Linked DNA regions of Gossypium hirsutum: region 2 is linked to region 1. A link is a contact called in public Hi-C data. All regions are on one chromosome and are shown on one strand. Each heading gives the region's core, a stretch centred on a gene start, on an enhancer-like site or on the middle of the called end of the contact. The rest is flanking DNA. Distances are from core to core; before and after follow the strand shown.

The links. Hi-C and Micro-C count contacts between places; a contact is called where the count stands out from the background.
Region 2: a Hi-C map of leaf shows a contact between it and region 1, with 2.1 times the contacts expected there. The contact joins the enhancer-like site here to the promoter of LOC107903547 in region 1. A contact is called at or near these places in 9 of 34 Hi-C or Micro-C datasets (anther, callus, fibers and 2 more).

The regions. Positions count from the first base shown.
Region 1 is chrD05:61,224,972-61,230,230 of Gossypium_hirsutum_v2.1, forward strand. It overlaps LOC107903547 (NAC domain-containing protein JA2L), which reads left to right and starts at 3,199. Exons shown (of 3, transcript XM_016829629.2): 1 at 3,199-3,501; 2 at 3,599-3,867; 3 at 4,371-5,112. The coding sequence starts at 3,321. The coding sequence ends at 4,949.
Region 2 is chrD05:61,265,981-61,271,239 of Gossypium_hirsutum_v2.1, forward strand. No RefSeq gene overlaps it. Among protein-coding and RNA genes, the nearest start is that of TRNAR-ACG, 30 kb to the right of the region's middle. Within about 2 kb of position 3,216, at least 4 of the 9 cell types and tissues checked have an H3K27ac peak or open chromatin away from gene starts, as enhancers often do. A contact at or near this core is called in leaf, where this site is marked.

The DNA of each region.
Region 1 (5,259 bases), core at 1,949-4,448:
CATGTTTATAATTGCACCAAAACAAAGTTCATGTATCAAATTGCATATTAAAACAAAGTTCATGTATAAATTTAATATTCATCCCACTTTATTTTGATATAAATTTGTCCCTCAATTTATATATATATATGAAAAGTACTTTTTTAGGATATTTGAAAAGTACTATTAAAATATTATTAGTTCCAATTAAAAAAACATTATAAATATACCCAAATTAATAATACCATTAATAACTATGGTTAAAGCAAATAAGTAAATATTTTTCACTATTAGTTTACCACATAATTAATGTCATGTGAAAATCCTCGATCAACTAAATTTAACTTATAATAAATTTAGAAGGTTGTTTAAAACAAATTCCACATCAAACTACTGCAATTAGTAGTGTTATCAATTTAGACATATTAATAATATTATAGAAATAAAGACACTAAATTATATCAAATTAAAGTACAAAATTAAACCTCAAATTTCAACATAATAGAATATTAAAATAAAAATTAGACCAATTTTTAATGAAAATTAAATTAAAAATTCTACTAATTATGTATAAAAAGTTTAATCAATCTGATTTGACTTAAGATATTCTTGCTAAAAAGTAGAGACCTAATTTGCCATTTTGGTTATCATTATTTTGTGAACATAAGCTTTAGATTTAGATCAATTTTGTAGTGAACTTGTCAAAACCCATTGCTCCCAGAACACCAAATGTCACTTTCTTTATGTGAGCTAAACCTCCCTTACGTGCCCCTTTGACCCACCAAACACTTATGCCATGCCTTCACCTATATCTTTTCTCCAAAGTCTCCACGCATAATTTTTTTTTGAAAGACAAATAGAAAGATAAAATAAAACCCAAAATGGAAATTTATTAGAAAGTGAAGTCTAACAATCAAAATTTAACTTGATTTTTATCTAAACAATTAACCAAATATATTCTTCATATTTATTTTACAGATTCTAAAAAATAATTTTTATGATTATCTCTTCTAACAATTACACGATGAGCAATCATAATCTTAAAGTGCATAAAACCCATGAAAATATTACATCTAACCCTGTTTTGATATATGGGTTTCGTTGATTCAAAAGTTGAATGGAACCATTACAGTTTTACAAGCATCTAAAACAATTGAATAAAATAAAAGCTAAGAAGAATCTAGTTCTCTTTTGAAAAACCACTCAAAATTTCTTTTTAAAATGTGCTAAGAACAATTCAAAATGGTCCAAACCCATGTAATGCATGATAACTTGCAAGCCATCCATAGAAGTTCTTGAGTGAAAGAAAACCCTAAAAATCCCAATAAAATAACAAAAAGAAACCATAATAAAAAGTCAAGTAAACGTGTCACTAAACAAAACCAGCCACCATTTTTCTCTCTTCTTTCATATCATTCTCCTCCCTTTGTATTCGTCACAAAAATTCTTGCCTAACTCTCACATTTGGATGCATGGTTGTCCAATATTTCTAACATTTAATAATTTAATATATAACTGATACAAATTACTAATATTAGAAATTCTATCACACGAATATACACACAAAAAACATGCATTTAAAATGTAGACGTGTGTTTAAACGTAAAATACAATAAACAATGAAAAGTATAGTTTGAAACAAATTAATTATAATAACATATGAAATATGTACGATATTAAAATAAAAAATAGATTAAATTACGAGTAAAACAAAATTTAAACATATAAATACATAAGATAAACAATACTAAATGCATTGCATTATTTATCATGGTTTTGTCATCAATTATGAGTTAGTGTCGAGTTAACTTGTAACACCAACTCAGTGAACAACATTATTAATATATACAACTGATGGAGATAATAATTTATGTATATCGAAACAAATATGTTTAAAAATACATTAAAATTAAGCTTTGGTTGAGTGGTGAATTTAAAGTTTTCTTAATTTAATTAGTGCAAGTTCAAATCTCACCATATGTATATCTTAATTAATTTTTGTTAAAATAAAAAGACTAAAAAATCTTCAAATAATATAATTTTTTTTAATTACGAAAGATTATTTTCATAATTTTCTAACTAAATTGATAACTCGATTGAGAATAACATAGATTAAGTCAGAAGCTTAATAAATAATATATTAATTATATATTATGTCAAGGTGGTTAATAATGTAATGATGAATTATTTGCATGGCTTAAGTTCAAATCGATCAAATTATTACTTTTTAAATATATACATTAGATTTTATCAAATTCATAATCTAACTGAAAGAAAAAAAATATTAATAATTGAGTTATAAGTGAAATAATAAAGTGATTATATTTAAATATATCTTAGGTTTGGGTTTGATTTTCAAATATTATATTTTAATTTTTATTTAAATATTTTATATAAAAATTTTAAAAATATGAAAATATTATTATATTAATATTTAATCTTTTATTAAAAGAGAGTTTTTAAGTAATTTTCTAATTGAATCGGTATTGAGTTAACTCGTTACATCAACTCAACAAAACTCTTTATATAAGTATAGAAGAGTATTTTAAATACATTTTAACATATAAAAATAAATAAGTATTATATAAACTAGATTTTGTTTCACCTAGGGGGTGAAAAAATTTTCCTTTAATTTTTTTTTAATAATGAATATAAATGGAGTGATAATAAACTTATATTTTAATGTAACTGAACACGTATTCGATTTTTAGATTTTAGATTTTAATTTTTTATTTAAAAATAATATAAAATTATGAAACACAAAAATATCATATAATAAAATTATTTATAATTTAAAAGAAAACATATTTCGAAATTTTTGCAATTGAGTTAGTGATCCGATTAAAAAGTCACAAATTCAATAAAAAAGTTAAAATAATAATATAGAAATATAACATTAAAAAGGTAAAAAAATTCATGAATTTTAGCTGCAGGGCATTTAGAGGGTGTAGCAAAATAAAATGGGAGAAGGACACGTGTCTTAAGAACCGATGACTCACATTTGTAAATTTTCGTGATGGTTCATGCACCCTCTTGGACGGATAAGGTCGGCCGCTTGATGATATGCACGTGGCATTCTTTCAGGGGTGATAAAAATAAAAGTGGGTCGCATTTAGGGAAAAAAAAACAACGAGACAAGGACGTCCGTACTTTCTCACACTCACTTTTTAATAACTATCCATTTTCTCTTCTATTTAAATACCTTTCCAATCCCCCAAACTCTAATAGAAAATAGAAAGAAAAAAAAAACATTTTTTTAATTTTTCTTATTCTATTTCTCTCTCTAGCTAAAACAAACTACTCTTTAATTTTCTGTTTGGTTGTCGAGAAAATTTTGAAACATGGTAGTCCCGGAAACTGATCCATTGGCTCAATTGAGCTTACCACCGGGGTTTCGGTTTTATCCGACGGATGAAGAGCTTTTAGTACAATATTTATGCAGGAAGGTTGCAGGGCATCATTTTTCTCTACAAATCATTGCGGAAATTGATTTATACAAATTTGATCCATGGGTTTTACCAAGTAAGTTCAACCAAATGGTTTACCTTTTCTTTCCTGTTTGGCTTATTATGAAATGTTATTTCTTTGGCTAATCAATGTATATTATTATTTTTCATAGGTAAAGCTATATTTGGTGAAAAAGAATGGTATTTTTTTAGTCCGAGAGATCGAAAGTATCCGAACGGGTCACGACCCAATAGAGTCGCCGGTTCCGGGTATTGGAAAGCTACCGGAACCGATAAAGTTATCACGACCGATGGCCGAAAAGTTGGTATCAAGAAAGCTCTGGTTTTTTACGTTGGAAAAGCACCTAAAGGGACTAAAACGAATTGGATTATGCATGAATATAGATTGTTGGAAACTTCCCGTAAAAGTGGTAGCTCCAAGGTAAATTTACTTCATTATTTCTAAACCTTTTAGCTCGTATACCTCCAACATCATTCGACCATATATATATATATAATTATTATTATATAATAATTACAACTCGACCCAGGATTCGATCCAGAATTCAACCCGATTACTCAACCTACCTAATAAAATTCTAATACACGGGACGAGAGGTTCTTTTCTTTCTCTCTGTTTCTGATTATATGCTCTTGGAAAATGAAACCACTCAACTCCATCTTTTTTCACAACTATTGATCAAGTGTATCAACATAGTAAATCGAATCGAATGAATTTTTTGAATTTTAATGTTTTTAATGAATTTTTTAATTTCATAATTTTTCATATGTCATCCTTTTTTAAAAAAACTATTTTTTAATATATTAAATATTTATATATATAAATTTGGGTTTTCCTAAAATTTTTAATAAATAATAATTTAGAAGATATTGTCATGTGTAGAATATTTTTTAATTTAATTTAATTTAATTTATTTGTTGTAGTTGGATGATTGGGTATTATGTAGAATTTACAAGAAGAATTCAAGTGCTCAAAAATCATTACCATGTGTTTCAAGCAAAGAGCATAGTAACAATGGCTCTACTTCTTCTTCTTCTTCCCAACTCGACGATATGCTTGAGCCATTCCCCGAGTTAGACAATCGTTACTTTGCTTTACCTCGGATGAACTCGTTGAAGACGCTTCAAAACGATGACAAAACGGGGTTTCACAATCTGGGCAGCGGGAATTTAGATTGGGCGAGTCTTGCAGGGCTTAACTCGGTGCCTGAGTTGGTTCCCAGTGGACAAACTCAGACTCAGGGGATTCAGAGTTATGTAAATAATGACCTGTGTATACCCACGATGCCGCCTACGCTAACCCAGATGGATATGTCAATGAGTAAAGCTGGTAATTCGGTGGAAGAGGAAGTACAGAGTGGACTCAGAACTCAGCGAATTAATAACTCAGGGTTTTTTCAACAGAACTCTAGTGGGTTGATGACCCAGAACTTTTCTAACTCAATTGACCCGTATGGATTCCGGTACCCGACTCAGTCGGGTGGGTTTGTGTTTAAGCAATAAAAAGTTGAAAAAAAAAAGAGAGAGAGGGGGAAAGAGGTATGGAATTGAAGAGGATTTCAAAACTTTGTATAATTGTTTGGATTTCTTTGGGCTAACCTATTGCTGTTATTTTTGAAATGTAATAAATGAAAATCCATTGAAATTTAATAAGCTTTAAAATCGATTTCCATTTGTAATTTATTTTCAACTTTTAAATAGAAGTAAAATACATTTAAATTCATGTTCTTTTACTTATTATAATAATAACGATGCTAACTAAATTAAGATTCAATCGATCAATTATTTGCAACAAAATTAAATAATAACGATG
Region 2 (5,259 bases), core at 1,966-4,465, 41 kb after region 1:
TGCACATTGAGTATTTTATAAGTCATAATCGCCTTTTGTTTGGAAATCGTTAGCATATGTTTGACAGCACGTACAAAAAATTATTTGTTATTCTATTGGTGATGGTAGGTCGATACTATTGTGGTTTGATACTTGGATTGAGGATTTGGGGCCTCTAGTCCATCACTGTCGTGATGTAGTGGTTGCAGGCGATAATGTTATGGTGTGTGCTAGCGAAGAATGGGATTAGGGATGGTTGGATCTCATGCTATCCTAAGAGGCTATTTTGCGCATGGTTGGGGTTCGGCCTCCTCTTGGTGCAGAGCCAGATATCATTTGCTGGTGACGGTAATAGATGAGGAAGTTTATGGTGGTTGAGACGTATAAGTAACTTACTCAGAAATTATGAGGTTTGAGGAATCCTATTTAGAGGGTTTTATGGTTGTTGTAAGGACGCAAAGGCTACGACATTTTCTATGGCTTATGGTAAGGGTGTCGTTGCTAATAAATGTTGAATGGGTGAGGCGTGGTATGGCTGATGACCTAAGTTGTTGTCTGTGTGGGGTGGTGAAGAGGCTAACATTCATGTTTTACGTGATTGTCCTATTGTGATTAATTGGGACGTGGCAGAGTATTTACCTTGTCAAGTGGTTCAAGATTTCTTTTCGATACCTTATGTTTTACGTGATTGTCCTATTGTGGTTGGGACGTGGCAGAGTATTTACCTTGTCAAGTGGTTCAAGATTTCTTTTTGATACCTTTGCAAGTCTGGATTATTTGAAATTTATGTCACTTCCAGGACATTGTCATGGCAAGAGTTAGTTGGTATGTGTTGTTTAGGGCCAATTTAGCATTGCTTCTAAACAACACTTTTAGGACAAAAAGTACTTTTGAGATAAACGTATTGCTAAACAAGATGCTTTTGAGCTTTTTAAAATTATTTTTTGGGACAAAAAAAAAATGCTTTGCAAAAGCACTTTTTTAGCCAAAATCAAAAGCATAAAATTTTAGCTTTTGTTCAAAACTATTTTTTGGTCCAAAAGCACTTTTGAGAAACAACGCTAAACTAAGTGTGGGTTTGGATGGATGGTACGGTGCGTTTAGTTTACTTTTTGTCTCACATTACAGTATCACTACAGTATCTAATCTCACCACTACTGTTGTTTTTACACTAATCGCAGGTAAACACACCATCCATCCAAACTCACCTTAAGCCTTAGTGTTGTCTTGTGGCATTTATGGAAATGACAGAACTAGTGTGTTTTTGCTAATGGTTTGGTTTGTTTTGGTGATGTTGTCAAGAAGAGCTTGTCATGGGTGGGCAAAGAGTATAATAGCTGTGGGTTTGGGAGATCAGAATCGGAAGGGGTTGGCATTTGGCCGAGATTGGTTGGATACCATCGGTTTTAGTATGTATCAAAGTAAATTGTGATAGGGCTGTGGATATTTTAAGTGGTGTTGCTTCAGCCAAGGGTGTCCTCTGTGACTGGGCTAACTGTTGGCTCATGAGGTATACTCGATTTATTGGAGTTAGTACAGAGTTGCAGGTGGAACTATAGGCAATTTATTGATGGTCTTCGTACTGCCTGGGAGGAGGGATATAAGAACTTGTTGATTGAGAGTGATAATTTGTTGTTGGTTCAGCTATTTACAATGTGTCATTAGATATTAAAGGTTTATTTTTAATTTTTTATTAAAAATAACAACACCAACCCAATAAAAGAGTAAGGGTCAAATTTTTTAAAATCTTATAACGATTAGATTTTAATGGGTTTGTATTTTTTTAATAAAATATTTATAATTTTTTTATAATTTTATGAATTTTAAATGATTTTTAAATTTTAAAAGGGCTTTATTCATTTTTTTTAAAATTGTTACTAAGGCAATTTTGATCCTTTAGTCTTAGTAGTTTCAAAAATTTCTAATTTACTTCTAATAAAATAGTAAGGGTCAAATTGAATAAATATAAAAATATTAAGGGCCAAATTTGTTATTATACCTTATATATAAATACCAAATTTTAACATAGGATTGTTTTGCTTACTCATCTAACGTAAAAGAGCTAATTTACCTATGTTTTGAATAAAAAAACTAATATACAATCTAGAATATAATACATGAAATTTGTGGTGCTTTTACCTATAAGGTATTGTGTTTATTGTTCATCTCTCCGAAATTCACTAACTAGGATTTATGTTTGTTCGCTTCTGAGTTTATGTTTGATTGTATGATTGTTGTGAATTAGTATCATGTGAATTTGTAATAATGTAATTGTGTTTTGATTGTTAGTGAAAACTTTTCATATATCTGATTACCAGTTCAAGATTTCTGTATGTTGTCTGTATATTTATATCTATAATTTTCGATTTACTACTTCATCATTTGCCTTCTGTATTTGTTTCGAAATCAGAATGAGCTTGTTTAGCTCACCCCCTTTTAGTTTCCTTCTCATGTAACTCGTGAGGTTAGATGTCGGAATCAGCAAAATGAGGGTCTATGAATTTCTAGTTTTGATTGGAGTTTTAGATTAAATTTTTATAAAGTTTGATAATATGTTTTCATTGGAACTGTAATTAAATTTCATAGGATTGTTGTATGAGTTTTGAATTTCGGACTTTCATTAAGTTTTGAGTTTATGGTTTTTGAATTAAACATGTGATGCCATGCATAAGCTTTAGTAACTGAACACAATTTTTCAACAAGATAAATAATTTATTTTTCCAATGTAAATTTATGATTTTAAGTTCGGTTATCAAAATTTTCAAACCTATTTTGGTTGTAAAAAATTTCATTCATTAAATATGAAATAGGTTCTAAGAAAGTTTTAAGCGAAAATAAGTTTATCGTGTGCAAAGAATTTTGGCAAAATTCATTTTCGGTTTAGTAAGTTGCATTTTTGAAAAGAATGTTGTACTTAAAACAGTGTTCTGTTTTGAGCCTTTTCGGTGGCTAATGTGACCTCAAAAATTCGGTCGAAACGTCTGGGCCAGGTTTTAGGATGTTACAAATTCTTTCTCCCTATGGCCGACCCTTCTTTCAAGGAAAGAGGGTGGATGACTTTGTTATTTTTAGCTAGTTTCATGCTTGATTCATGGGAGAGAAACTTCAAATGAGGAGGGGAGTTGAACAGTCACATGGAGAATTTTTATGGTTGATTTTAGATATTCTATCAAGTCTTGGGTGGCTAGCTTGGGCAACTTTATGGACGGTTGGGCCTTCTCCTCCTTAGTGGACGATTTGGACTCCTATCTTCTTAGTAGGCTGTCCATTTGTTGACCCAATTCTTAAGCTAGGTCAAAAGACTTTTCAAGGCCCAATATTTCTTTAATTGGGCATCCGAAGCTAATCATGAATCAACCCTCTTCTTTATGACTCATGCGATGGTAATGCTACAGCATTGGACATCCAAAAGGTGAGCTTCAAGATTGTCTTTTCTTCTAATGCATCAAACTGTGTCAACTTGGAAAAAAAAGTAAAATTAGCATGTAATAGGTAATCATTAAATTGTTTTTAATTTTATCCTACTTTACAAATTTATAGTAAAACCACAAATTGTTGTCAAAACACTTAGAATTTGCATGAATTACTTGTCAGAAAGTGTTGTAAATGTTTATATATTTCAGAGTTATCACACCCCCAACTTAATTCAGTACTCGTCCTGAATAATGATATATGCTATCTTACATTAGAATTCAAGGAGCCACTTCTGCAAAAATGCTTTCAAATGAAATAAACCCTTCCCATAGTCATCTGTTTAGCAAAATTATGCTCAAAAATAAAAACTTCCTGTTGAACTTGGGGTTTAAGTTGCTCACTAGTCCAGATTTATATTGGGTACTTATTTTAAGGTGCAAATATAATTTCCGGGAGGGATGCACATTGAGTATTTTATAAGTCATACTCGTCTTTTGTTTGGAAATCGTTAGCATATGTTTGGCAGCACGTACAAAAAATTATTTGTTGTTCTATTGGTGATGGTAGGTCGATACTATTGTGGTTTGATACTTGGATTGAGGATTTGGGGCCTCTAGTCCATCACTATCGTGATGTAGTGGTTGCAGGCGATAAGGTTATGGTGTGTGCTAGCGAAGAATGGGATTAGGGACGGTTGGATCTCATGCTATCCTAAGAGGCTATTTTGCGCATGGTTGGGGGTTCGGCCTCCTCTTGGTGCAAAGCCAGATATCATTTGCTGGTGATAGTAATCGATGAGGAAGTTTATGGTGGTTGAGACGTATAAGTAACTTACTCGGAAATTATGAGGTTTGAGGGATCCTATTTAGAGGGTTTTATGGTTGTTGTAAGGACGCAAAGGCTACGACATTTTCTATGGCTTATGGTAAGGGGGATGTTGCTAATAAATGTTGAATGGGTGAGGCGTGGTATGGCTGATGACCCAAGTTGTTGTCTGTGTGGGGTGGTGAAGAGGCTAACATTCATGTTTTACGTGATTGTCCTATTGTGGTTGGGACGTGGTAGAGTATTTACCTTGTCAAGTGGTTCAAGACTTCTTTTCGATACCTTATGTTTTACGTGATTGTCCTATTGTGGTTGGGACGTGGCAGAGTATTTACCTTGTCAAGTGGTTCAAGATTTCTTTTTGATACCTTTGCAAGACTGGATTATTTGAAATTTATGTCACTTCCAGGACATTGTCGTGGCAAGAGTTAGTTGGTATGTGTTGTTTAGGGCCAATTTAGCATTGCTTCTAAACAACACTTTTAGGACAAAATGCACTTTTGAGATAAAAGTATTGCTAAACAAGATGCTTTTGAGCTTTTCAAAATTACTTTTTGGGAAAAAAAATGCTTTGCAAAAGCACTTTTTTAGCCAAAATCAAAAGCATAAAATTTTAGCTTTTGTTCAAAACTATTTTTTCGCCCAAAAGCACTTTTGAGAAACAACACTAAACTAAGTGTGGGTTTGGATGGACAGTACGGTGCGTTTAGTTTACTTTTTGTCTCACATTACAGTATCACTACAGTATCTAATCTCACCACTCCCGTTGTTTTTACACTAATCGCAGGTAAACACACCATACATCCAAACTCACCTTAAGCCTTAGTGTTGTCTTGTGGCATTTATGGAAGTGACAGAACTAGTGTGTTTTTGCTAATGGTTTGGGTTGTTTTGGTGATGCTGTCAAGAAGAGCTTGTCATGGGTGGGCAAAGAGTATAATAGCTGTGGGTTTGGGAGATCAGACTCGGAAGGGGTTGGCATTTAGCTGAGATTGGTTGGATACCACCGGTTTTAGTCTGTATCAAAGTAAATTGTGATAG